5 separate regions of the Mus musculus genome follow, and regions 2, 3, 4 and 5 are each linked to region 1. The links are chromatin contacts, called in public Hi-C maps. All regions are on one chromosome and are shown on one strand. The core of a region is the stretch at or near the end of the contact, and the rest is flanking DNA. Distances in the headings are between cores, read along the strand shown.

Region 1 (5,251 bases), core at 176-2,675:
ACACACACACACACACACAAAATCTAAAACTACATAAAATAAGCATTTTAATGAAAAATATTTTCATATAATATGTTTTGATTATCTTTATCTTTCCCCTCTTCCAATGTCTCCCAGGTCCTCCCAAGATTCTCAACCACTCAGGTCTCTCTCTCTCTCTCTCTCTCTCTCTCTCTCTCTCTCTCTTTCTTCCTTCCAAAGATTTTCACTATATGCCTTTCATCATATTTATAGTCTTACTAATCTACCAAATTCTAGAGACAGAGAGGCAGAGAGACATAGGCAGAGAGACAGAGATCCACTCATCCAAATCGATTAACAGCATATTAACTGCACCAACCCTGAATTCATATCCTAAGAATGGAACATTTTCCTGCACCTTCCTACAGGGTGTCAACTGCCATCCTTGCCTCAAGACTGAGACGTAAATTCAAGAAACCCATGTTCAACTAGCAGGTGAGACTTAAAGGCGAATGTTCACTGAGGTGAAACCGCTTGTCTTTTAGACTCAGGACTGGGAAAACCATTCTGGGTATCAGCTCATGTCAAACCACATCCCAACAGGCTCCCTTGACTCTCAGCTTCATTAAGGTAACTCACAGCAAATGCTCAGAGGCTATGGATTGCCTCCAACTAGTTCCTGGTTACAGACCGTGATGGAATGAGAGACAGACACTTCTTCTAAGTAAGGTCTCATAACTCTACTCTGAACCTGCATCTGCGGCTGGCATCCCAGGTGATTATGTCAAAGTACAGAGGAGGAAGCCACAGCAAAAAAGGTGACAATTTCCATGCCACCAAGTTTTCAAAGAACCACATTCAAGAACTGTTCTGTGCTTCATGCTTTAGTTACAGGAATTTGCGAATCCTCCCAACACCCAACTATAGAAGCCCACACCCCAGCTGTCCAAACCATCAGCATCAAACAAACAGCAGGCTTGCTCATCTCCCCATCAGGACAAAAGCAAGGAGAATTGCCAAATTCGTTCACAAAACATTTAATTTATAACAGTTAAAATCTGGCCTCTGACCAAGTCCAAAAGAAGTATGTCTTATTTCACTCGCTCTTGAATATGTCTCCTTTAGAGATAAATAGCACTGAGTACTGCCAGCTCTCTCCTCAGTTTGGTGTTTTGCTTAGTTGGGCTTGTGACAAGCCAAGAGTTGATGTATCTGCTTGAATGTGTAATTTACCTCTCTGGTCAACTTAGCTTTTTTTTCCTTGACAATATTATGTCAAACAATCACATCACAACTGGCTCTGATCTCTTTGTTGTTAGCTAATAAATTAGAGAGTATTTATTATCTGCAATCCTCTTTTCCTCTTTTAATGGTGACACATTTGTGGTGAATTACAGGGCAGCTTTATAAACTAGGCTTGGGGCCAGTCACAGGCCCTGCATCCATGTGAATGTTCCTTCTCCCGGTTGGCCTCCCAGACTGGTGGTAAATCAAGGCAGCTGCCAAGACACACTCGTTACTGTGCGTCATTGGGGAGAGCAGGAAGCGTTGGGGGTATAATTCTGTCTATCAAACTAATATGTTATATCAGTAGCTTTGTAATCTTCTGCCATAACTTATGGGAAGTGACACCTAAGAATTCACTTTGAAGGCAATGTGTTTCTCAGACTTTAAGCCAAAGCAGACCTGATTCAAGCAACAGTTCTCTGTTTACACGGATGGCTTCCTAGGTCTGGAGAATCAGGTCCCTATCAATGTGGCAAGACTTTACACATCCAGCCACAGGCTCCTTTTCTTGTTTAGAGCACTCCTGGCAGGATTTATAAACCTTTCCAACAGGTTTCTTCTTGTCTTTTCTCTTTGTGACCCTAGCCTTTCACCTTCAGTAGCAAGATGGATAAATGCACTCCTTGAATGTTATCATGACCAAACAGACCTCTCTGATGGGCAGGAAGGAATGGCCACCCCACTTCCCTTCAAACTCTGCCTTGACAAATGTGGGAAACAGCTGTTTGGGACAGAAGAATTCTCCCAGTGATAAGAACAGCAGTGTCAGCTCTGTGTTCTTGTTACTAAACAACCATGTGACACTGAAATGAGGAAGAAGGAAGCCTTAGGCAGACAGCATAGTGCCACAGCCCAGATGTTGGAGCCACCATGCTCTGAACCCCAAATTTTTCCTCTCTGAACTTATCCATGGATTATCCCTGCCACCTTGCCCCCCTTTACCTGCTGGCTGTTTTTCTCAGCTGGCCAATGAGAGAAGCACTTTGGGAGAGATTAAGTAGTTCTCAGAGCTGCCATCTGATGGGAAAAAAAAAAATCTCCAAGAATGGTTCAAAGGAGTTAGACCTCCTCCAGGCACAAAACTAAATATGCACAGTAAAGAAATTTGAAAAATGCCTGTCCTTGCCATCCCGGTCCCTCTGTGATTGATGGCAGAGAGGGCTTGCTATGATCATTTTACTCTGACAGGTCCCAGGCATAAATCCCACAGAGTTGCTGCTCTCCTCTGACAGCCTTCTGAGGGCTCCAGTTAGGAACAGGAAACAGGCCTCTATTTTTTACCCTCGGTGCTCCTTCAGGTGCAAAGAAAAGACAGCATGGAAAAAAAAATTCCTTATCAGAGGGAAAACCAGATTCAAAGCACTCTTCACATTTATTCATCAGAAAGAATGGCCACCAGACAAGAATGGGGCCTCAGCCCCACTTCTTCAAGCTTAAATTTAAACCTTCCAAAGAAAAGCTTTGAAACCTTCTCAGAGTGAGGAATGGACCACCCCCAACACACACACACACACACACACACACACACACACACACACACACACACACACACTCCTTTTCTACTATAGTGTGGCTCTCCAAAGTTCTGTCAGTATTTTTCTTTAAGGTCAGTCTTGAAATCCACTGTGCCTATGTTGTGCCATAAACCCCATTGCTTAAAAATAAAAGTGTGAAGTACATAGATACTCTAATATATTTAATTTACCAGCATTTATTGTGAACTTGCAGTGTGGTGACCTCTGTAAGTCATTGCGCCCACAGAGTCAATGTCACCAGCTTAAATAACCAAAGCCTTGATCAACAGCTGCACACATAAAAAGTGTCTAGGTGATGGTTTGGTTTTTTTTCCCTCAAATTTGTTTTTATCCTGCTGAGCTGTTGGAACATCCAGGAGTCAGAGTATCTTACTATAGGAAGCTAAACAAGGATGGCTCAGGAAGAGATCCCTTGTTAGAAAAACCAGACACAACTGGATTGCAAGGGAAATATATGATTGACCCTAAAAGCAAGAGGGGTTTAAATGAGCCAGGACTCACTCTCAACAGCATTTTGGCTGATCTTATCTAAAAGGCTGCACTGTCACCTAGTAAAGGTAATGAAATGGTCCAACCCAGGCAAATGGTCCAACCCAGGCAAACATCTTTAAAGGAGGAACATTCTGCACTGCCTCTCACACCTTTCTGTAACTGGATCTTTGTCTCTAATTATTCATAATTATCCATCTCCTCATGAATGTGACAGACAACTTTCTCTTGGCTGATGGCTTCCTTCTTAGCACTTGTCCATAAAGAAAGCTGTAAATGAATGAAGCTTTGGCTCAGTGCCACCACCCTACTAAGCCAGGTTTTGGGGACACGGGCTCCAGGGGTGCTCTGCACTACTGTTAAACCATCACAGATACTTGTTGGTCACCAGGGAAAAAAAATGATTCCACGTTGGCATTCTCACTTGAAGTCGTATTGTTAAGTCAGGACTTCGCCTGAGCCTACAGCTAGAGCCTCATTTTCTGGGGTCAATATGTTTACAGCTATACACATGTTAGGGAGGATCCAACTATGCCCGGGGAGTTCTGATAATTGGTGCCTGGGTCGGCCAAGAAAACTCAGTGGGGGAAAAAAAATCAGAAAAGAAAGAACAATTTGCTCATAAAATTAGGGAGGAATAGATCAGCGGTTTTTGTAAAGCCATAAAGCAGCTCAAGGAAGTCTTGAGAAAAACAAACTCCCTAAATCACTCTCTCCCTCACTCTCCTGCTGCTCCAGACAGCAAACAGGATATGCTTCCTTGGAACTGTCTATAAATTTAGGGTGAGAAAAACAAATCAGATCTTGTGGACAGAGCACTAGGCTGCAAGGAACATGGTTAGATTTCCCGTCTACTTGGAGGAAGACACCCAACAGCATTTTCTCATCAAATATTGGTGATAAGAAAGGCATTTAGTGCTCCAGGGGATGGGGTTGCTGTGGGTGGGTGGTATGACATTAAAAAGTTATAGCCAGTGTCCTATAAAACATCGCAGGCCCATCCACACATGCTCGCTCTGTTCTCAAGCCAAGGATAATAGTATTGCAGTGCAGCACCATCAGCATTAGCTGGAGCAGAGATGTCCTTTTGCCAGAGAACTTTAGAAACACAGTTCTTAATCAGTGGAGATGCCATGAACTTCTTTAGGGTGCATAGAAAAAAGCTAAAGCTAGCCTATCATTTCTGAAAATCCAGCTCTCTTGAGGTCGATCTGACCTTACCTTCTTGCCCCAGGTTCTTCCTCCAGTGTCAAGCTACTTCTTGCCAATCTGAACCTAAGAAACTGGGTTACAAAGTACAAAATCAGAAATTAATTGCTGCCCAAACTTGAAGGGACATCTTTTAGGGCATAAAGAGAACATTTGAGTACTCTAAAAAGGGGACTTGATCTTGAGAAAGAAGCCTGGGGTGGGGCAAAGTGTTACCTAGCTATGGCGGAGAACTCAAACTGATTTTGTAGATCAAGGCATCTCAGCCTCCATTTTTAATACTTTGCACTTCATAATTCCTTCCTTCTGAGAACTCTTCTGAGAGCCTTCTGAGAGATCACAGATCCTTAGCTAAAGCCTTGTGTATGAGGTAAGCACACATCTGCTCCAAAAGAATGCACTTTTCAATGTCTTCAAGGGACTGGGAAGAGAGTTCAGCAAGTACCATGCCTGGCACTGAGGCATGTAGACCTGAGCTACAGCATAGCATGCACATTAAAGCTGAGCATGCTGGCACATCTGTTATTTTTGTCATGTGACCCAAAATAGGGGATCCCTGAAAATGTTTGTTCCACTATCAGTGGAATGAGTGAGTAGCAGGTTCAGTGAAAGACTCTGTCTTGGGGGGAAAAAAAAAAAGGTGGATGTCAAAGAAGATGACAATGCAGACCTCTGGCCTGCACATATGCATTCACGCATGCACCTGACTGCACATGCATACACAGGAACACACAAATATCTATAACACAGACATCTTCAGAGATCATTAA
Region 2 (5,246 bases), core at 1,915-4,414, 740 kb before region 1:
TCATTTAGTGTGGGAGTGCTTTAAGCGATTGTTTAGATTTTTGGCTGAATTTAGACTGAATAGGAAAATTAATGTTGTATGTTTAGAAAGAGATGTCAGTTCCTTTTATTCTCTTTCCAACGTGTGCTGATGTAGCATCTTCAAGAAATTAAGGAGTATTTCAGCTGTGTAGTTCTTGTCAAACTGGAAGCAACATGACTAGCCTCAGAGCCAGATGGTACCTGGTCGGTATTCACATGACTACAGCCGCCCAAATATCTTGGACAGAATCTCCAATCCATCCATTTAGATACTGTGATGCAGACATCAACAGACCCAGGAGTATTTCCTTAAAAGGCATCTCATTTAGAACCACCCCACTCTACTTAGGTCTCTGGTCAGGTAAGGTCATTTTCAGAGCACTGTTAGATTAGTGAGGATATGGGAATAGAGTAACTTCGAGACAGGGCAGTTTTCTCTCTTTCTGCATCTCCCTTTTAAAGGGAGAATTCCTCTTGCCTTTATTTTTCAGATCATTCTTAGATTTTTGAGTAGATAGTTCTTCCCCCCCGCTTCATTACTTTGAATTTTCCTAAGGGCCTCCCACCCACCTTTCCCACACACTCTTCTTCTTTTTCAACTTTTTCTTCTTGTGGCCTTTTCTCTGTGCCCATCTGAGAAACACATAGAATGCCACCCATTTATACACGTGCTTGGGAAAGACCTGGTGTGTGTGTGTGTGTGTGTGTGTGTGTGTGTGTGTGTGTGTGTGTGAAAACTATGCCACCAGGAGTATATTCTGGAGGGTGTAATTGCTCCCACAGTTAGACACAAGGCTTGAAATAAAAACACTGTCAAATCCCTGTGATGTAATGAGGGTGATATTCTAGAGCCCAGAGGGATGCAGGGAAACTGCTGGCCTTGAGTTTGTCATCATAACAATTGCAGACATTTGAGTCCTGTTTTATGGTTTTAAAAGAGCTTTGACATCCATTATCTCATTTAGTCCTCATTGGGCCATCTGTGCATTTTAGCATCCCAGTGTAACTTCAGACTAGCAGGAGTCAAAGCTCTATTCTAGGCCTATCAACTCTGGTAAGCACAAATCAAGGTCACTCAGCAGCCAGCAGGCTAGGACAGTATAGCCAACTGCTACCTTCTATGTGAATGGGACAGTAGCCCACAGAACTAAACTTGGGTTCCTGGGGGAAGGATAGTATTCTCCAAAATGGATCTCTTTACAGTGGCTAAATTTCACAGAGAGAACTTTCAAACCCTGGGCATCTCTGAGTGCGGAGGGAAGAGGTACATGGTTCAGAGCTCTCCAGACACGGGATGGTGATGTGACGCTGGTAAAGGTGCTCATTCTAAAAACTCACCTGTTCATGCAGCTCTCATTTCCCCCAAAGCACTCTAATCAAAGAGGCTCTTGTCTCTGATTTGGAAACTAAGCCCCAGTACAGATGCTAGTTCTTTGAGCATCCTTGTTGCCTATGATGGCATTTGGGACACAGCCGTGTTAACCAGTTCCTTTGTAACTTTCCTGTATCTGTGGTGAAACACTCTGACAAAAGTCCCTTCATGAAGGTGGGTTTCGTTTCAGCTCACAGCTCAAGGCTCCATCTATCATAGTGGGGAAGTCAAACTACCGAGAGTGTGAAGTAGCTGGTCATGTCATATTACACAGATCAGATCCCATTATCCACTTATACAGACCAGGATTCCAGCCAGGGAATGGCACCACCCACAGTGGGTGGGGGTTCCAACCTTAATTAATAGAATAAAGATAATCCTTCACAGCCATGGCCGGAAGCCTGTCTCCTGGATGATTCCAGATTCTGTCAGATTGGTAGCACAAATCTTCATGGGCAACTTTCTGTCACTCTTCCAAATGTATGCCATAAAACTTTTGGAGGCTGTGGGCCTTGATGGGTTGGCCTTGTTTAGTTATGCTTGTGATGAGGCAACTCACCATTCTGGGAGAGATTGATAGAAAGCACTGGATTGATTCCTATCCATCAGACCAAACAGATAGGGCTGATTGGTGCCCTGTTAGCCTCTTACAAGGCAATGCTCTCAATGACCCAAAGAGTTTTTATTAAATTCTACCTCCCAAAGGCTCCACTTGCTCCTAAGAGAGTATCACCCCAGGGATGAAGCTCTTAGTGGACATTGACGGGAGATGCAGAATACAGAGTACTGTTGCTGTTCCATCCTTAGACTTTGTCATTTTTCACAGTATTTCTCCAAGGCTGAATATATAGCAAGAGAGAGAAATGTGACCAGAATTCATTTCTTCTGCCTTCCTGAAGCAGCACATTTTCATAGCTCTTCTCCATGAAATGGAGGATGATCCGCCAGCATAAATGGAGTGAGGGTGTGGTTAATGTTGGACCTAATTTTTCTCTTTGCCAAGCTAGAAAGAATTTGCCTCTGGATTCCTGGGTAGAAATGCTGAGGGTTTTTTTTTTTTTACCAGAGCCAATTTCCCTCAAATAAAAGAGGATGAAGTTTCCAAAAACAAAAAAATTAGAGTTCCTGGGTCAATATCCACTCTTGGCTTCCCGCACATAGCCTTCCCTCTTGGTCATTGGCACTTCATCCCTGCTCCCTGCCACCGCATGACTGGAGAAAATACAATGGCAATGAGAGGAGACATAAGAAGCTTATAATGAGTATGACTTTCCACATGGGGCCCAAGGGACCCAAGGGACATAAGGGACCCACGGCTTACATGTCAGAACTACATATTTTGGAAGGCATGGGGATAGGACAGACTGTGTTCAAGGTTGTCATAGTTTCTTTGAAAATGGCATGGAGGCTATGTGGTGTCTTTGTAGAGACCAGACCACCCAAATCTCTTGTTTATTACTTGGATGTAATTGATCATTCTTCTCATAAGAGTATTCTCCACATAGATGAATGTCTTTTATACTATGCCAAGGAAGTAAAATGAAAAAGCTGACGTCGTAAGCCAGGGAAGAATAGGGAAAGTAATGAGAGAGAGGGTGGGGCTATCTGTTGACATTCAGTGTGTGATATGCAGAAGACCCTCTGGTACTCAGCTCCACACAAATCACACTCTCTCTGGCCCACACACAGGCCGATTTTACTCGGGTTAGGGAACAAGCAGTCATTCTTCCATCAGTGACCACTGCTGGCTTGGTTTGGAGACTGTCACAGAGGTGGATTTTGCAAGCAGGCATTTCATAAGACTGGGGTTTCTCCAAGCAGAGCAAAGAGGTCTGGGCTCTGCTCTTTGTTTCTGCAATGTAGTCATTCATCCTTTTATTGCAACTGGCTTCTGTTGTTCCAAAAGTGAAGGAAAGACTCTTTTGCTGCTCCAGTTTGCTGCTATGTGGGGAGAAATAATTTCAGAGCTATAGACTCCTGGATTATACAGGTACTTAGAAAGACTCTGGGTCAACTTCTTCTGTAAAGCATGATTTATTATAGCATTTTGGAAAAATGCTAAGTCTTAGCCATAAAGTAGTATTCTCTATTTATTAGACATATTTCATCCATAGAAAGTTCCTTTGTCAGACAAGCCAAACCCCTTTGCTTCCTTTTAATATATATCAGGAAAGTCCTAGATGTGAAGCTAATCATGACATAGCAGGACTTGAGGCATCCAGATGTGATGACCAGCCTATGTCCCCAAGGATGTCCCTCTGTATCTTGAGCATTTCTGGATTGTTTTACTGTTTCTCAAGAGATCTTTTCCAGAACACTTATCTCCTCTTGTCCTCCTCATTGCTCTCTGGCCATTATTCAATTGGTCACTTTGCTCTTCAAGTTTGACTGTTAAAACTGGATCAAATCCTGTGGAATGAACATGGCCTATTCTTATAGAATAAAGAGTCGTTTCCCTTTGCTCTGGAGACTATAACAAGCAAGCTTTGGCTTTCTGTGTCTTGTATCCCATGGCCTCTAATAGAGGTTTGAGTTAACTATACACTTAACTGCTGCGCCCTGCTCTCTCCTTCTCTCTCTCTCTCTCTCTCTCTCTCTCTCTCTCTCTCTCTCTCTCTCTCTCTCTCATACACTCTCTTAGATCCATCTTCTTGTTTCAAACCTATATAGTCAATATTTTTGAATGTAAGTGTTGACCCTGACATCTAGATCTTCTAACTCTCTTCTCTTATTATTGTTATTTGTAAATCCCCAAACACTAGAGAACTTCCCGAATTTCAGTTTTTTCCCTCACTCTGCCATGTACAACTCTCCACTGCATGCCACTGGCAAATAATTGTGTGAGCACACCTCAGGGCCTGGGAGTTGGGCTCTGACCTAATTTTGCCATAAGAGAGTCCATCTGAGAGAGATTGTAGGATGTCTTTATCTTTGCTGCACAGTGGCCTCCAGGGAAGCAGCATTTCCTCTCACATGTAGAGGTACAGGTTCTCCAACTCTACCCCAGATCTACTCAGTTAGAAACTTAGGATGGTGGGGGCTAGCAACCTGTAGTTTTTGTACACATTGCAGGGTATGCAGAAACCCACTCAAGTTTGGGACATCCCTAATCTAGATTATTGAGAAGGCAGGAAAAAAATGCAAGAGCACACAGACACACAGGCATCTGGCAATCTGAGATACTTGAGAGCCACTTTAAAAACAAGCTAACTTGACTTCTTAATGCTGGGGGCTGGTGTGTCTCACAAGAGAAAAATCCCCTCTGGGGTGAATCTGGCTAAACAGCAAACTTGAGAGGAGGATGTGGGCCTGGTGAGTGTAGAAGCAATGTTGCCAAGAAGCCCAAGTCTGATGAACCAGAAGAATAGAACAGTCCTTAGACCCAGGAAGAGGGAAGAAAGGAAAAGTTTGGATGACCCGGTGTTTTTGGACTATGCAGCAATTCCAAGAAGAGATTTCAGACACTCAGACATGGAGCAGAACAGGGTCTCATACCTCTTGTTATTCCCACAGGCCCATCTGCTCAACATCCCCAGCTGGAACTGGAAAGAGGGTGATGACGCAATATGCCTTGCAGAGCTCAAGTTGGGTTTCATAGCCCAGAGCTGTCTGGCTCAAGGCCTCTCCACAATGCTTGCCAATCTCTTCTCTATGAGGTCATTCATAAAGGTAACGTCTTGTCTTATTAGAGCACATTAGCCTAGGATTCCATTTGTCGTGGGGTTGAGTACAGCACAGCTTAAACTCAAAACAGAACGACGGGCTTTAACTTCTCTGGTTGAGAAGAAATTCCTTGTTACAGATTTGGGAAAGAGGCCAGCTCCTTTCAAAATTATGTTTTTATTTTTATTTGG
Region 3 (5,010 bases), core at 592-3,091, 580 kb after region 1:
CACAGCATCGAGGAAAGGAATTAATACAGGTAGCCACTGAACAGCTGAGTGGTGGAGAAATAGGCAGAAAAATATACTGAAAAGATGTATGAAGTGTACGGTGATGGGGAATTTGGAGTCAACTGGTACTGGCTGGCATTTTATGTTTTTCTAAGATTCATTTATTTATTATTTTGTGTAAACCTAGACTGTTGCTCTCTCCAGACACACCAGAAGAGGGCATCAGATCCCACTACAGATGGTTCAGATGCTGTGAAACTTTTTAGGAGTGGAGCCTTGTGGGAGGAGGTGGGTCACTAGGAGTGGGTTTGAGGTTCCATAGCCTGGCCCTGCTTCCTACCAGCTCTCTTCTTCCTGTCTACAGATCCAATGTTGATCAGCCACCCCACAGTCTTAACACCATAACTTCCCGCCATGATGGACTGTGTCTCCTTGAACTGTAAGACAGAATAAACCCTCTCTTCCTCAAGTCGTTCTTGTCACAGCATGGCAAAGAGTAACTTGCACACCTATGAATATGCAAACTTCCCTAAAAGAGATCTTTTGACAGCAATGTTGAAGACCTGGTCCTTGGACTGTATGCATCCAATTTATAATAATCAGGCTTTTTCTGTGGCCCACAAGTCTCCTGGATTGTTATTAGTGTTGCCTTGGTTAGGAAGCTGCAATATGATCCTATGACTAGAAATACTGGCATAATTTATTGCATTATTACTCCTCTGAACTGAAAGCAATTAATTACCTGAAGCAGGATGCACAAGCAAAAATTTATCAGGGGAAAGTGATGAAAAATGTAACCACTGCTTTAAAATAATAGATGCTTAATGGGGTTTTTTGTTTGTTTGCTTGCTGCCTTAAGTCAGGCATCTTACAAACAGGTCCAGCTTGGATGTCTATCGTAAATCCCCTCTACTTTTACCCCGACTCCTGCTGTACTGTTCTATCATCCTCTATCTCATTGAAGGGAGGAAGAAATGTCTAAGGTATCCACTTAACAGGAGAAGAGAAGAGAAGCTCCTCTCCTCATAGGAAACTTATTAATATAACTGTAGAATTGCATGATAAGATGCATACATGTGTTTATTGTGTATGTTGCTAAGACAAATACATCTCCCTGACTGGTATGTCTTTCTAGCTTGATGCTTTACTTTAAAACTTATAAAAACTCATACTGGATCAAAAGATATATTTTAGGTGATGTGTGTGTGTGTGTGTGTGTGTGTGTGTGTGTGTGTGGTGTACATATATGAAGTTTTTAGTTATATTTGTAAAGCCTACATTGGAAATCCTCAATGATGACCTCCGAGAATCTTTTTTTACTACCACATTCCTACCTTTCACTTTAACTCCACTATTGTCCAAGGTCCAGAAAGAAGAAAGAAACAGGACCTTATTATATTATTTGTATATTTCATGAATATGTGAAAGATAGGAGTGGGGTGAAATTCACTGTTTCTGCTTTTCAGAATTATTCACATCTGTATGATTCCGTAATTGTTTCTTCTATAAAGTTATTGGAGTAATTTTGCTTCCGTATATTCCCGATCAATTCCCCCTCTCAAGGGCACAGTTGAAAAGTGATATTTGAGAACGGCCTCTGATAGATTGCATGGTTAGTCAGCAGCAGAGACAAACAACCTAATCCAGCACAAATTAGTTCGGCTGCCAGCAATAGTTTTATACAAAGATGTAAATTATGTTGTCAAAATCGGTGGCTTTCTAGCTTGCTGCTCAGCTAACAAGAAACCACTTTGGCTGATAAAGATGAACACTAAGCGTCCCTCTCTCACAAATTTGCAAATCTGCCATTTCAGCATTCTGCTAGCCACAAACAAACGGCCGCTGTAATTGCTTCTTTCTTCCACCCCTGGTGTTTTTCCTCCTTGAGCTGTTCCTTCCAGGCTGCTCTCGAAAATAATAACAACAAAAGCCCAAAAGCGCCACCATAATAAATACTCACAACTCCCAGAACCAAAAGGAAGGGAGGCGCTGTAGCAGCCAGTCCTCAGGTCTCCTTACTATCCTTCTTATGCAGGCATGGCCCAGCCCACTCACCCATGGCTGGGGGCCACGCAGACCCAGGCCCTGTCACTCCAGGTGCTGCCAGCTAAAAGACCGTGAGGGCAGGACAAACTCTTGGCTTTAATGGAAATGGAAATATTCTTGGAGCTTTGGACAAGGATTGCTATTGACACGGGCCCATCCATTCTTCTTTATTTCACAAGCTCCCATTACTGGGAAGGGAGCAGGAGAGAGTATACTTTCAAGGGACCCAAGTAGAGAGCTTCACCAGGCTGCCTGGACAAACTGGAATCAGATATATCTAATGCTGGACTGAAAATAATAACACATTATAACGGTAATTATACCCAGCATAAGTCAAATAAATAAATTATAAATTACAATTACCCTTTACAGTTGCTAGTCTCTCTGTTTGCTCTACAATTAACTGCAGGTGCTTCTGTGTGTTTTATTACCACCCCAAAGTTATATATTTGAAAGAATGGTACAGATGATTCCTGTTTATTTGTTAAATTAAAGCATTGTTGGTAAAATTACAGCTTAATTAATATTATGGGTACTATATAACAAAATAGTTTACCTTGTACATAATTTATTTCCGCATGCGTATCTCAGCCCAGAACCATTACAGCTTTAAGGCAGCTAAAATAAAATATCCCTCCTTTGCTGGCATTTTTCTAAATAGCAGTTCACTAAATCAATATTATTCACTTGGTATTTTTAAAAGCAGTGTATCTTAATAATTACCCAGCATTAGAGTAGGCAATAATTTTACTTGCTAAGCATATTAAATTTAGCAAACCATCAGTCAAATAGTTTGTTCTCTCTGAGAATGGGTAAGCAGTGAGTGAGTTTGGAATCATGTTCCCTTGGTATAAATGTCACAGGGAGTTTAGGAATGCGTCTGTGACTCCCTAAGCCAGCCGGCACTATATATCTTTATTAGTTTCAGTGGTCAGCGCGGTGACCGGTTGTTTATTCTCATTACTCAAGACAAGGTGAGCCACTCGGCAGTAGCTGCAATCACAGCTAAAAACATATGACTTTGCAGAAAGAAAAAACCTGAAGGCAAGGCTACCCACACAATGGCCTAGTCACCGACCACCACCAGAGGGACTGGGAAAGGGGTGGGGAAAAGACGTCAGCATGCACACACTAAGTTTTGGACATGTGCACTCAATCTATCACGATCCTTGTATCTCTGCCTTGTCTTATATTTTGCCATTGTTCTTAATTCACTATAAAATAGCAATCATTTCCTATTTCTCTTGTCTTTATCCAAGACTGAATTTATTCTTTTTTCTCAAGTTCATGGATAACTCTTGAACCACATTCTTTCTTCATAATACTATTACCCTAAATAAAATAAATACCCTCCAAATGCCAAGCTCCATTCTCTCTCATAAATGTCAACACTCCACACCACACACACACACACACACACACACACACACACACACACAGAGTTCTTTTTCAGAAAATCAATTCTACTACTACCTAATACAAAAGTAGGCAAGTGCCACCCTAAAAAGTTACTATTAGATTAATGAATTTAGAGAAATGATGGCCCCAACTATGTGATTTTAATAAGTGACTAGGAGTTGATAACTAAGGGGGGGCGAAGACATGTGGGGATCAGGAAGAAGGGACAGTGCTCTTTCTTCTTCAGTTCCCAGCTTTCCTCTCTTCCTACTCAAGGGTACAGCAGAGCCTCTCCTTCTATGGAATATATAGGGGCCACCTTAGTTTACCACAGAGAGAGACAGGGACAGAGACAGAGAAAACAGAAAGAGACAGAGAAGCAGAGAGAGAGAGAGAGAGAGAGAGAGAGAGAGAGTTTAGAGAAGCCTTTGCCTGAATCTATTTTTGCTAAAGTCAAAGCCACATCTCCAGTTTTGTTTTGTTTTTTTTTTTTTTTTTCAGAAAGCCTACAGAACTCAGGGAAATGTCTGATGGCCTTCTGCACCCAGGAGGATTCTGAAACATCACAGTTTTGCCAGTCCCCTGGTCTGTGTGCTTTCAACACAGATCTGCTTGCATTAGGGGTGGGCATCTCTCTGGTAAGACATCCAGTGGCTACCAAGGAACATATCGTCCAACTGTAGGCAGAACTGCTTGGCCAGGAATGCAAAGGGAATAATGTCTGGCTGAGAGATCAATGATAGGAGAACAAGGCACTCATTCCAATCACCTTACTTACCAACCAACCAACCAACCAACCAACCACCCAACCAAGAGAAGTGCCTACAAGTACTTCTTCAGTGCTGAGCACGGTGCTGACCATAGAGGAAGAAGTAGAAGATAGCAGCTGTGTGTGAATAAGAATACCAAGAGAGTCCAGTGTTCTTCTTCAAAACAATAGCATAAAGGCTAGCGTCCTAAGTATCAATTGTCAAATGAGATACTCATCCAGCAATTACTACCTGAGTAACTCACAGTTACTAAAATTAGGCAGTAAGAAGAGGGTTTGCAGAAGAGATGAGCTTTTTGACTAGATCTCAAAAATTTGATCTAAAATCTGAATGTTGGAGAAGAGAGAAACTTATTCAAAATGAGCAAAACCAAAGGCTACAAAGGTGAGGTGGCAGGACTTGAAACTCAGGAGCCACTTCTGTACAACCAGGATAATACTCAGAGGTACACAAGAGTACAGAAGGCCACACTCCTGTTGTGAATGCTACCCCAGGTCCACCCCAGAGCAGAACAATAAGCAAAGGTTTCAGCCCACTTGCACAGCTTAGGTCATCCAAAGTAGCATAGTTCTAGGTGCAACATCCTGCCGATGCTAAGAGTCATGAGGGAAAATGTTTGCAGGTGTGGTCTTGAGTTTCATATCCTTTTCCCTGTGATAGTTCTATCTCATGTGGAATTTTCCTTCTCTAACATAAGTAATCAGGTCTGGGTAGAGTTGAGAGATGACTAGGCAACTTCTGTGAATATGGCAATTCTCATTCCAGGGAAAAGACCAGAGGCGCACTCAGCCCTCTG
Region 4 (5,267 bases), core at 2,713-5,212, 760 kb before region 1:
CAGTGGGAAAAGAGGCCAGTTGGCACCTTCTCAGTAAGGCGGCATGTCTTTCCATCTCCCCCTGTAGGCCTTTCCCCTTCCTATTATCTTAACAACCCTGGATTAGGTTAGAACCAAGCTGTTCTGATGTCTGGGCCATCCATTGGTTCCAAAAGGCCAAATAAGCCCAAAGATTTTCCTCCGTCATTTATCTCAAGCCAAGAGGAAAACAGCTTCCTAATTCAGTGTGCCTTTAAGATATGGGCATCCCGAGAGTCCCAGGCCCTCATTATAGCTGTCTCAGCCCATTGGTCTCAGCCAGCATCTCCTTATCCCTGTCCCCCAATGAAGTCAATAAAATCAATTGCTTTGAAATCTAAGTTGAAAGTATTTCTTGACTCTAATTTCCAGGTGGGATTTTTTTTTTTTTTTTTTTTTTTTTTTTTTTTTTTTTTACAGAGTAGTGTTTGTGGCCCAATATGGGTGGGCTGTTGGCTGACAGATTTTGTTGATGGGTGGCCCAAAATGAGGATCTAAGACAAGCACTTGCTGGTCTGCCCTGGTCTGATCTGGTCAGGTTTAAAGTCTGGCATGTCCACCCAAAGCCCCACCTGCTGAGGACTTCAGATCATGGGCCCTCCTCCAGATTTGTTCTGGCTCTGAAATCTGTTATCACCACTTTTAGATTTTGAAATCTTCTCTCTGTCTCTCTGTCTCTCTGTCTCTGTCTCTCTGTCTCTGTCTCTCTCTCTCCTTCTCTCAACTCTGCCTCTCTTCTTCTCTCTCCCTCTCTCCCTCTCCCCCTCCTTCTCTCTCCCTCTCTCCTCTTCCTCCCTCCCTCTCTCTCTGCTCCACTCTCCTTTGTGAAAGTGCATTTTGCTTTTAATGTTCTCTTTTGGATCTCTAAAGTCCCCAGACCCTGCGGGATGTAGTGTACGTCCTGTCATCAACACCAGGACTGTGCTCATTACTTTATACATTGTTTCCTGGTTCAAAAGCTAATTACCAAGTAGTTTAAAGAAGCCCTTGGTCACTTAGATCTTTCATCAGAAAATATAAGCTTGGGAAAGGAGTGGTAATAAAGAGCCATTAGCACCCTTTGTTTGATGTTGGTTCTCCAGTCAGTAGAACAAGATTGATGAAATGTTATGTTTGGCCAAAATTTGAGTTTTCATTTGGAATTCAGTGTTGAGAGAATGGGCTGTCAGAATCAATAAGTTTCCTTTCGCTTGGGATATGGGCATGTGGTAGTAATTAGCAATATAAGGTCTTTACTTGAGCAACGAAGCATGGATTCTGGCAGCAAACATAATGAGAAACTACAGTTGTTCTATTCCGAACGTCAAAAAGTTTCCAGATAAAATTAAATGCATTTGCAAAAGGGAAGGGGCTTAACTTTGTTGAGAGCTGGAGTTGAGACTCTTAAAATAGCAGGCAGTACTTGGAGTTTTGGTGCATGCAAAAAAAATGCATGTACTGTCCTCATCCACACATGTATACACACTCCCCGCCAGGACTGAATTCAGCAAATACCTAGAAAACAACTTAAACATATACATAGTTGAGAGATTTTTTTTGGTATGTGCATATTTTACTCAGCAGTAACTACACATAACAATATATTAATTTGTCAGACAACCAAATGTAACGTATGATACACCAACTGCAGAGACACAAAAATGTGAAGTCCGAAGATCATTCAGGATGGAAAACCAGTGTAACAGAGCAATGTAAGGCTTGAAAGACACACCAGCCACATGCGGGTGTTGGAGAATATGGAGGTCCTCTTGGTGCTTCCTCGTAACTTTTAATCAGTGTGTTTAGCACAACAAAACCATTTCCTGTGGCATTTCCAAATCTTCCTCCCTGTCCACAGAAGTCAAGGCCTTCTTCACCCTTTTCATTGTGTCCTCTATCCCAGCAGTAGGAGCGGGTACCCATACATATACCGGCTGCTGTGTCACATATCTGGACAACTAAGAATAGAGACCAAAGTGTTATTTATTTATTTTTTTCCAGAGCTGAGGACCGAACCCAGGGCCTTGAGCTTGCTAGGCAAGCACTCTACCACTGAGCTAAATCTCCAACCCCTGAGACCGATGTGTTAACAAAGAGTTCAGTTAGAGACCAAGAAACTTATCAATGGATAATTTGGAAATATTGTGGGCAATTAGCCCCTTGTGCTGAGACCCTAAATCTTATTCAGCATAGTAGCTCTCCTAGAGCCCAGCTGGCCTCCCAAGGCCTTTGACTCTGCCTCCTTCCTTCGTGTACAATGAAAACTGCTCAGAGGTGGTGGAGGCATGGGGGAGACGGAGACTCCCATGGCCTTGGGGTTCTTGGTTTGCTGTCTTTTCCTTCCACAGCCTCTTACGGTTTCCCCAGAGGTTTCTTCTCTGAGTGTAATTCATTCTACTCCTGGTTAGTTTATGAGAACTGACAAGATCATGGTCCAAGGTCAGATGGCCAAGGGCCATGGAAAATAATTGGCCACAGAGAGGAATCCATCAGCTGTAACCCCCTGGATAGAGACAGCACAGCTGGGGAGCCATCCAGGCCTTATGTTTCCCATGATGTGGCTTCAATGGCCCCAAACTGAGGTAGTTCTGGCCCAGGTGTTTGGGACAGAGAGAAGAGTGTGGGTGTAGAGGGCTCCACAGATTTTTGGTAGCCAGAAGCTGAGAGGACACATGGAAAGAAAGGAATTAAAAAAAAAAAAAAGACAAGGAGTGGACAAAGGAGAACAGGAAACCAGATGTAATTAGCATGGAAGGAAAATCTCCATGGTGACTTCCCAATTCTAGAGTGGGGAGCAGTTTCTACAGCCAGACCCATATCTTGCTCCAGAGCAATTGCTCTTGCTCTTGAGCTTCAGTGTTGGTCTCTTACTACAAACACCATACTGTTTTATCTAGTAGACCAGTTTCAGGATTTGTAGGTTGGTCCATTTTGAGCTCTTGATTTCCAAGAGATAGAAGTAAACTTATTTAAAGAACTCCATGTATACCTGGGACCATATTTTCTACCCTCATCTGGACCCAATGCTTCAAGAATTCAGAGAATAACTATATCTCCTTCATAATCTCCAGCTTGCCAGGGCATTCCTCTCTGCTAGCTAATCATGGGGCTCTATGCATCTCCTTCTGATTTCTTATGAGTGGGGCCTAGTTTAGCTACTTATTCAATATAGGCTGTTCTTCTCATTCATGTTCATGCTCCCTCTCCCTCTCCCTCTCCCTCTCCCTCTCCCTCTCCCTCTCCCTCTCCCTCTCCCTCTCCCTCTCCCTCTCCCTCTCCCTCTCCCTCTCCCTCTCCCTCTCCCTCTCCCTCTGCCTCTCCCTCTCCCTCTCCCTCTCCCTCTCCCTTTCCCTCTTCCTCTCCCTTTCCCTTTCCCTCTTCCTCTCCCTCTCCCTCTTCCCCCCTCCCCCTCCCTCTCCCTCTCCCCCTCCCTCCTCCTTACTCAGACCCCATGTGTTTCTTTATGCCTACTTACTACCTTGGCTCTACATGGGCTGTTCCTCTATCTTCTCCCTACTTTCAGGTTTTACCCACAGTGATTCCAGGCCATTTTTAAAGGCCATAATATGGCTATTTCCTTAAAAAGATTCTTTTTATTTGCCCCCTCTTGGGGGTCTATCCTTGCCAAAAGAGAATCACCATGTGCTGTACCTTCATGTTTATTCATTCCACATGTGTTTATTGACTGCTTGCTCTGTGCCAGGCATCAGGGACAGATACATTCCAGCACACCTATTAAACCCTCCAGCCGTACAACAGCTCTCGCTCTCTGTTGAGCTATCTGGCCACCTAAGTGGTTGGGAAGTTCAGCTCGAGAGCTTATTTAAACCTGCCTCGGATCCCAGGGAGTCTCCCTGCAATGCTGTGGTTGCTCTCAGCCTGGCCTCCAGTGTGCGAGAGTGGGATGTGGGTTAAGTCATGTGGTGCTATCTTGGCTTGATACCATGGGCCTGCTTTCCTTTCCTGTTTATGTGGATCTCGGGTGACGTTCACTCTCACTTCTCCCAGGCCTGCAAGGGCCGGACTGCTCACGGGAGGGATGTTTCCCATAAGATGTCATTTACGATTTCTCTGCCTCAGACATCACTCAGGTTGAAATGGGACTGAAGTCTTGTATTTTACACAATCTTTGATCCCTTGTCAGGAAAAGCATTGAGCACTTCTCCTCTCGTAGCCCACGTGACTCCCCTGCAATATCTCAGGATTCCTCGATTTTAAAAACCATAAATTAGCAAATCATCAACATATCACCGGGGAGGTTCATCTGGTAGCGATTGTAGTCAGAAGGAAACATGGGCCCTAATAACTGATTTTCACAAAGATACAAAGAATTGTAGACAGACAGATACAGTAAATAGGAAGACAAATAGATAATTCAAGCTGACAGGCCATCTTGAACTGATTAGGCATTCTGCTTTGATTAGCATTAAACTTTTTGTGGAAAGAGGAAAAAAAGAAAAAAAAATGTTGCCCTCATACTTTGGGAAAACGACCCCTGATGACTTCTGAAATTGGGCACTGAGAGGCAGATCACAGCGCATTTGGCATTAGATGCCCCACATGATGTAGTGTCCCAAGTAGTCCTTTCCAATGACAGGGGCCTTGGTGGGTGTGGATGCAGATACTTCCTCCTTGGCATCTGCTTTGGGTCCTTCTCAGGCACGTCTCCAGTCCTTTTCAAACTTGAACATCTGAAAAGAGACTTGGCTGCATAGTCAATCAAACTCTAGGTAATGCGGATGGGATGAAGGCCTCCCCTCTGCCCCCCTTCCCTGCTGTCTTTCTTCCCTTCCACACACTTAGCAGAATGTTCCACCTATTGTTCTCTAAACAAGAATAGAAATGTAGGTGGGAGATGAACTGGGTACCTTGCGGGGTGGGGGCGCATTCAAGCATCGACTTTTGCTTTCAAATATCCTACCTCCATTTACAAAGGAATTCTGATTGTGAATTTTCTAATTATAATCCCGAAAGATTCTTTCTGCTCAGCCTCATGTTTGATGGAGTGAGTCCTTGCTGGGTAGATTTAGAATCCCAGGAACAAATGCAAGCATCCGAGACTAAGTTGCACCCTATTTTCTGTCTTCCTGACATGCCATTCATTCTGATAGAAGTCTTTCCAGAGTTGCGACGAGCAGTTCCTTGCAGACTTGGGGTTCTTTCCACCACTGCTGTCACCATGCTCTGAAAATAAAACAGCAAACTTTCTCACTGGCCAAGTCCAGCGTCTCTTTGTATTAAAATATCATAGACATCAATGCAGCATGAAG
Region 5 (4,756 bases), core at 27-2,526, 630 kb before region 1:
ACATGACTCTCTCTGCAGAATGACAATGTCACCGGGACTTCTGTGGTCTGTCTTGGAGGAGAGGAAAGGAAGCATGCTATTATTAACCTTGACAACAGCAATTGTGCGGTCACTGTTTGTCCTCAGTGTTTGCCAGAGAGCAGCTGTAGATCAAACAGGACCACTCTAGAAAGTACTTGTGTCTCTCTGATGGAACTGATGGTACAGATGGCTCAGGGAAACGTGGCACATCACAATCTCCCCCTTTCTAGTGATGCTGGGGCTAGAACCCAGGCCATCACTCATGCTAAGCAAGCACTCTACCTCTGAGCTCTGCCCTGAATGATCCGGCCACACTACTCTTTCTGAGTGTCCAATGCATGACATTTAGATTTAAACCAAGCTGAGCAGTGGTATCAAAACCAAGATGGCTGATCGGGCCTTCCATAGTTTAATACTGAGGGATAAAGACATGAAACATGAACAGTATTGAGCAGGACTTTCTCCAGTACTTTCCAGAAGATAATCTGCCTGATCCTGCTAAGATATTAGTTTTGGGGTATGTGTGTGTGTGCATTGTAGGAGAGAAGAGGAGCTCTATATACTTTTAGAAATTTCTGCATAAAGGAGAATGTCTTCTTTAAGTTTTACATGTCACCCCTCCAGAGAGTATTTTAGATGGACACTTGAGGGGTGGGGGTGGGGAAAATCTGCCATTCAGCCACAAGGGAGAAACTTCCATTCTAACACAAAATGATGGTTGTATTTAATGTTAAAAAACAGTGGGTAACTTTTGTAATGAACAATTTCATTCGGGATTAATTTCAATTTTCTTCTCTCCTTATTGTTTGGCAGTCAAGGTTGAAGCTAGAGCCCGCTATCACAAAGACCCATTTATGCACAAGAATGCGACTCCCAATTCTCCACACGTGCCCAAGCCAGGTGAAGGAGTGCTGGGCTTTGTCCCAGTGTTTAACAGTTGCCTGGTACCCCTCAGCGTTTCACTGTAACACACTAAGCTCAGTTGCAGAAGACAGAGAGCTACTGTGGCTTTCAGCATGCATTTAACTTCTTTGGGCCACAAAATTTGAAAGAGAAAAGCCATTAAAAAAAAAAAAACAACCAAAAAACAAAACCAATGGATGATCATGAAAACAACCCCACTCTCCGACTAGCAGCTTGCACCCTGACTTCAGTAGGAAGCCCCTTCAGTTTGATGCCTTTGTGTTCAATACCACTATGCATGCCATTTATTCTAAGTGACTCCAGTGTGAATATGACATTACTAATGATCTGCTAAGTGTGTGCAGATGTGGGTTACTCCAGATGTGGTCATTAATAACGTAATGGAGATAGCTGTTTGACTCATGTTTATGAGTTGTTACCTTTTATTACTTTTCTGAGTTTATTTGCTTTGAGCTATTTTTTAACTCCAGCCAACAAACTCACCTTTAAATCTCAGAGCTTCATCTCCACCCCACCCCACTCTGCCCTCCTTAATCTCTTGGGGAAAACAGGGAGGAGGGAAAATGCCCGGGGCTGGAGGGGACTGGTGGATTCATTCCATGTAAGTAACAGGCTACTTGGGCAACCTGAAAGTCACAGTCATTACCCACTCCACCTCACGGATCCTTACAAGAAGCGCCAGTGGTCTCTGGCATAATACTTGCAGTCTGGAGAGGAAGACAAAGGCAGGGGTTGCTTTAAAAAAAAATCTTGTAAAATATCTGATCATTTTGAAGTAAGCCCCAGCCCCCGGCCAATGTTTCTGGAAGACGTTGCTTTGCTCTTGCTTAAAAACAGAACGCTGATGTGAAGGAGAGCGAAATGTTGTTACAGATGTTCAGCTCTGCATTAAGGCTGTTGGAATTACCACCACATCTTAAATCAATTCCCAGAGCATTGTCTGGAGGTTATGTCACCGAAATAATGAATCCTCTTTAGTCAAGAAAACGCAAACATGTTAAAACATCATTGTAAGTTTAAATTAAACTCCAGCGCCAACGAGGGGATCTGAAGCCTCATTAGACCTGCCTGACATTTTCCTAACGCTGACTCTTCTCCCCAAACTGTAAAACTGTTAGATTCAGGGCCTATTAGACAAGAGAGCGCTGGGAAGTTACAACAGAACATTAAGTGTTATACTTAGGGATGCGCAAAAACAAGCCCTTGAATTTTACGAGGGCTCAAAGACTTGGGAGAGTTTGGCTCCTATAAAAATTCCACATTAGATTCTCGAACTTGTTTGTGTTTTAAAGAAGCTGGCAAGTCAGGTTTCTTTAAAGGAACACCTCTTCATTCAGCTCGTGTGGAGGCATGGGAAGATGCTAGAAAGGTAGATTGCAATGAGCCAGAAAGCAGGTTAAGTTCAAGCCTGTGACTCTTTGTGCTCCCAAGGCAGTGGCTCGCTGCTGCTTGAACATGTTTGTCTTTCGTGAAAGCGAGTGAGCTTAAGTCTCTCTTTTGTTTTCATTTCTCATGTAGTCATAGAAGCCATGAGATAAGAATTATATCTGAGAGATCAGCTACTTTTCCTAGAACTGCTTTCTGTAAATATGCAGACATTGGTAAAACCCAAAGAGAGGATAATTAAATATATTTTCTGTCCCTCTTTGTAAAGAGAACGTATCCTTGATCTTCCTGTGCGACCTGAGCCATGTGAAATGCTCTCCGTTACGCAGCATTCGTATATTTAAGCCGGGGACATTTTCCATCCCAGCTCTTCAGGGAACAGATTTCCAGGCTCCGAGTAAAGCTTTGAACACAGTTCCATTGAAGTGAACAAATCCCAGTCTAAATGTGCTATGATTATGATGGATGATCTCTCAGACTCACAATGAAAATAAATAGTCTCCTCGCATCGAAGCAGGCATTAGACTCCCTCCACAACGAGGTGTCTCCCCAGAGCTGGCGAACACATATTAACTTGCAGATCTCACATCTGAGGAGCCATGCCAGCCAACAGCAGTGACTGGATAAAAGGGAAATGTGTGCTTAACCAAAGAGGGTACTTTATGAGAGGCCTGGAGCTAATGGGGAAGAAAAAGTTAAGCAAAAGAAGCCAGCAGAACAGCCAGTGTGAGGGACGAATAGAGACCCTTTCCACAATTTGCCACAACCATGGTAATATGCAGGGTTCTCAGGTAAACCCAGCCGTTGTCAACTAGGCTGGATGAAAGACCTTTTGGGATGTTGCACTGTGAGCTCATGAAAGGAAAAGTATAGTTTGTACCTCCCAATAAACATCCTCATGAACTCACATAAAAACTCACTGAAGTGGTGTACTAGCAGCCCCCCAGGTCCCACAGTTGCAGTGCAATGGTGGCCCCACACACTAAAAGATATACCCTTGTATTATGCGAAGGACCAATGTGAGACTTCCTTCTGCAGCCTAAGCCAGAAAAATGCAAAAGTATACCTAGGCACATGTGTGAGCACGTGCACACACACTCACACTTCATCTGGCCTCCAATTGCTTTGGTTGCCTACCTCCTGTCCTCTGAAAGAAAGATGAATTCAGGTCAAACCCAGAGTGCCTGTTTGCCAGCTGAGAGATGCATATCAACCCTAAGTGTTTTTTTTTTTTTTTCAATACCATTTATGTGGCTTGTATTTATTTCCTTTAATCTTTTAAGTGCTGTTTAGTCTCGGTGTGATTTGCTGTGGATACTCATTTCTGATAAGATGTGATATCCTCCCAGCCACATAGTCCCAGCCTGGAGCGCTAAGTGACTGATAGGGTCTCAGCCTGAGTGGAGCCTAGGGTGGGAGGTGGGGGTGGGAGTGTAGTATGGAGCAGGTGGGAGAGAGCCTGGGGTTGGGAGCCTTTGCACAGCCTTTCTGCCTTTCTCACCTTGACACACCATTTTCCCTTTGCCTTGGGTCAGTCAGAATGAGGTAACCCCAAATTGACAGTAGAAAAGCTACTCCTAAGAAGTGGGAGATTCTGGGCTGGTGAGATGGCTCAGTGGGTAAGAGCACCCGACTGCTCTTCCGAAGGTCAGGAGTTCAAATCCCAGCAACCACATGGTGGCTCACAACCATCCATAACAAGATCTGACTCCCTCTTCTGGAGTGTCTGAGGACAGCTACAGTGTATTTACATATAATAAATAAATAAATATTTAAAAAAAAACAAAAGTGGGAGATTCTGAAGCCGATCTGGAGTATGCTTAGATTGTTCGAATACCTGTGGTGCTGTGTGTCCTAACCGCCTATGTTTATTTAGGGTTTTCAGGGAAGCACTGTAAGATGCATGTTCTGTTATGGGTCTTCTGGACAATAGCAAGCAGCTGAGCTGGCCTAGCCACCCTCCCCACCCTCATCTAAGCCTCATACATGTTAACATATACCAAGCTTCTTTTGATGTTGTCGCTACTAATGGTTCTCTTCTTAGCTTTAAGGTAACTTCCATGCATTCCGAGTTTCAGGGCTGTTTCCTCCTAGTCTGTGTGACAATCAACTCTAAGAATCTGAGGATCCTAGATCTCCTTCTCAGCATCACAGCTTTAGCCTGGACTGTGTGGGGGTGGGGAGAGCAGGACTGGAATTTTATGGCACATGCCCCTGGAAGACAGGCTGCGCAAAGATGCTGATTATCCAGCATCTCTCTTTACAAACCAAGCATGGTGCGGGCTAATCCATCTCCAGCAGTTATTAGCGGGTAGCTTTGGACAAGAGCAGCAGACTCTACTGCTCTGTCTTGTCTGTGAGTGAAGCTTCACCTTGCTTAGTGGCCTGTGTGGTTTAGACATTTGGAAAGCAGTCTATGGTTTCC

The links. A called contact is a pair of places that touch in the nucleus more often than the background predicts.
Region 2: a contact with region 1 is called in a Hi-C map of uterus, with 4 times the contacts expected there. The contact joins two enhancer-like sites. A contact is called at or near these places in 4 of 484 Hi-C or Micro-C datasets (all in uterus).
Region 3: a contact with region 1 is called in a Hi-C map of uterus, with 2.3 times the contacts expected there. The contact joins two enhancer-like sites. A contact is called at or near these places in 1 of 39 promoter capture datasets (hippocampal neurons) and 3 of 484 Hi-C or Micro-C datasets (LSK cells and uterus).
Region 4: a contact with region 1 is called in a Hi-C map of uterus, with 4 times the contacts expected there. The contact joins two enhancer-like sites. A contact is called at or near these places in 2 of 39 promoter capture datasets (both in the 3T3-L1 cell line), 4 of 484 Hi-C or Micro-C datasets (all in uterus) and 1 of 9 other capture datasets (embryonic tail).
Region 5: a contact with region 1 is called in a Hi-C map of uterus, with 4 times the contacts expected there. The contact joins two enhancer-like sites. A contact is called at or near these places in 2 of 39 promoter capture datasets (the 3T3-L1 cell line and hippocampal neurons), 5 of 484 Hi-C or Micro-C datasets (all in uterus), 2 of 115 datasets of contacts at active chromatin or transcription factors (embryonic basal ganglia and embryonic stem cells) and 2 of 9 other capture datasets (embryonic stem cells and embryonic tail).

The regions. Positions count from the first base shown.
Region 1 is chr14:22,756,580-22,761,830 of GRCm38.p6, reverse strand. The region is part of intron 5 of Lrmda (leucine rich melanocyte differentiation associated); the gene reads right to left. All of the region lies in intron 1 of Gm30926 (a long non-coding RNA gene), which reads left to right. Among named protein-coding and RNA genes, the nearest start is that of Gm30926, 42 kb to the left of the region's middle. Within about 2 kb of position 1,425, at least 47 of the 459 cell types and tissues checked have an H3K27ac peak or open chromatin away from gene starts, as enhancers often do. A contact at or near this core is called in uterus, where this site is marked.
Region 2 is chr14:23,494,354-23,499,599 of GRCm38.p6, reverse strand. It overlaps Kcnma1 (potassium large conductance calcium-activated channel, subfamily M, alpha member 1), which reads left to right. Exons shown (of 28, transcript NM_001253364.1): 14 at 4,906-5,061. Among named protein-coding and RNA genes, the nearest start is that of 5430425E15Rik, 13 kb to the left of the region's middle. Within about 2 kb of position 3,164, at least 16 of the 459 cell types and tissues checked have an H3K27ac peak or open chromatin away from gene starts, as enhancers often do. A contact at or near this core is called in uterus, where this site is marked.
Region 3 is chr14:22,172,987-22,177,996 of GRCm38.p6, reverse strand. The region is part of intron 2 of Lrmda (leucine rich melanocyte differentiation associated); the gene reads right to left. Among named protein-coding and RNA genes, the nearest start is that of Gm41107, 140 kb to the right of the region's middle. Within about 2 kb of position 1,841, at least 6 of the 459 cell types and tissues checked have an H3K27ac peak or open chromatin away from gene starts, as enhancers often do. A contact at or near this core is called in uterus, where this site is marked.
Region 4 is chr14:23,519,951-23,525,217 of GRCm38.p6, reverse strand. The region is part of intron 9 of Kcnma1 (potassium large conductance calcium-activated channel, subfamily M, alpha member 1); the gene reads left to right. 5430425E15Rik (a long non-coding RNA gene) reads right to left here. Exons shown (of 4, transcript XR_003951125.1): 4 at 438-5,267. Among named protein-coding and RNA genes, the nearest start is that of 5430425E15Rik, 12 kb to the right of the region's middle. RefSeq lists an enhancer at 3,620-5,072. Within about 2 kb of position 3,962, at least 20 of the 459 cell types and tissues checked have an H3K27ac peak or open chromatin away from gene starts, as enhancers often do. A contact at or near this core is called in uterus, where this site is marked.
Region 5 is chr14:23,387,086-23,391,841 of GRCm38.p6, reverse strand. All of the region lies in intron 19 of Kcnma1 (potassium large conductance calcium-activated channel, subfamily M, alpha member 1), which reads left to right. Among named protein-coding and RNA genes, the nearest start is that of 5430425E15Rik, 120 kb to the left of the region's middle. Within about 2 kb of position 1,276, at least 17 of the 459 cell types and tissues checked have an H3K27ac peak or open chromatin away from gene starts, as enhancers often do. A contact at or near this core is called in uterus, where this site is marked.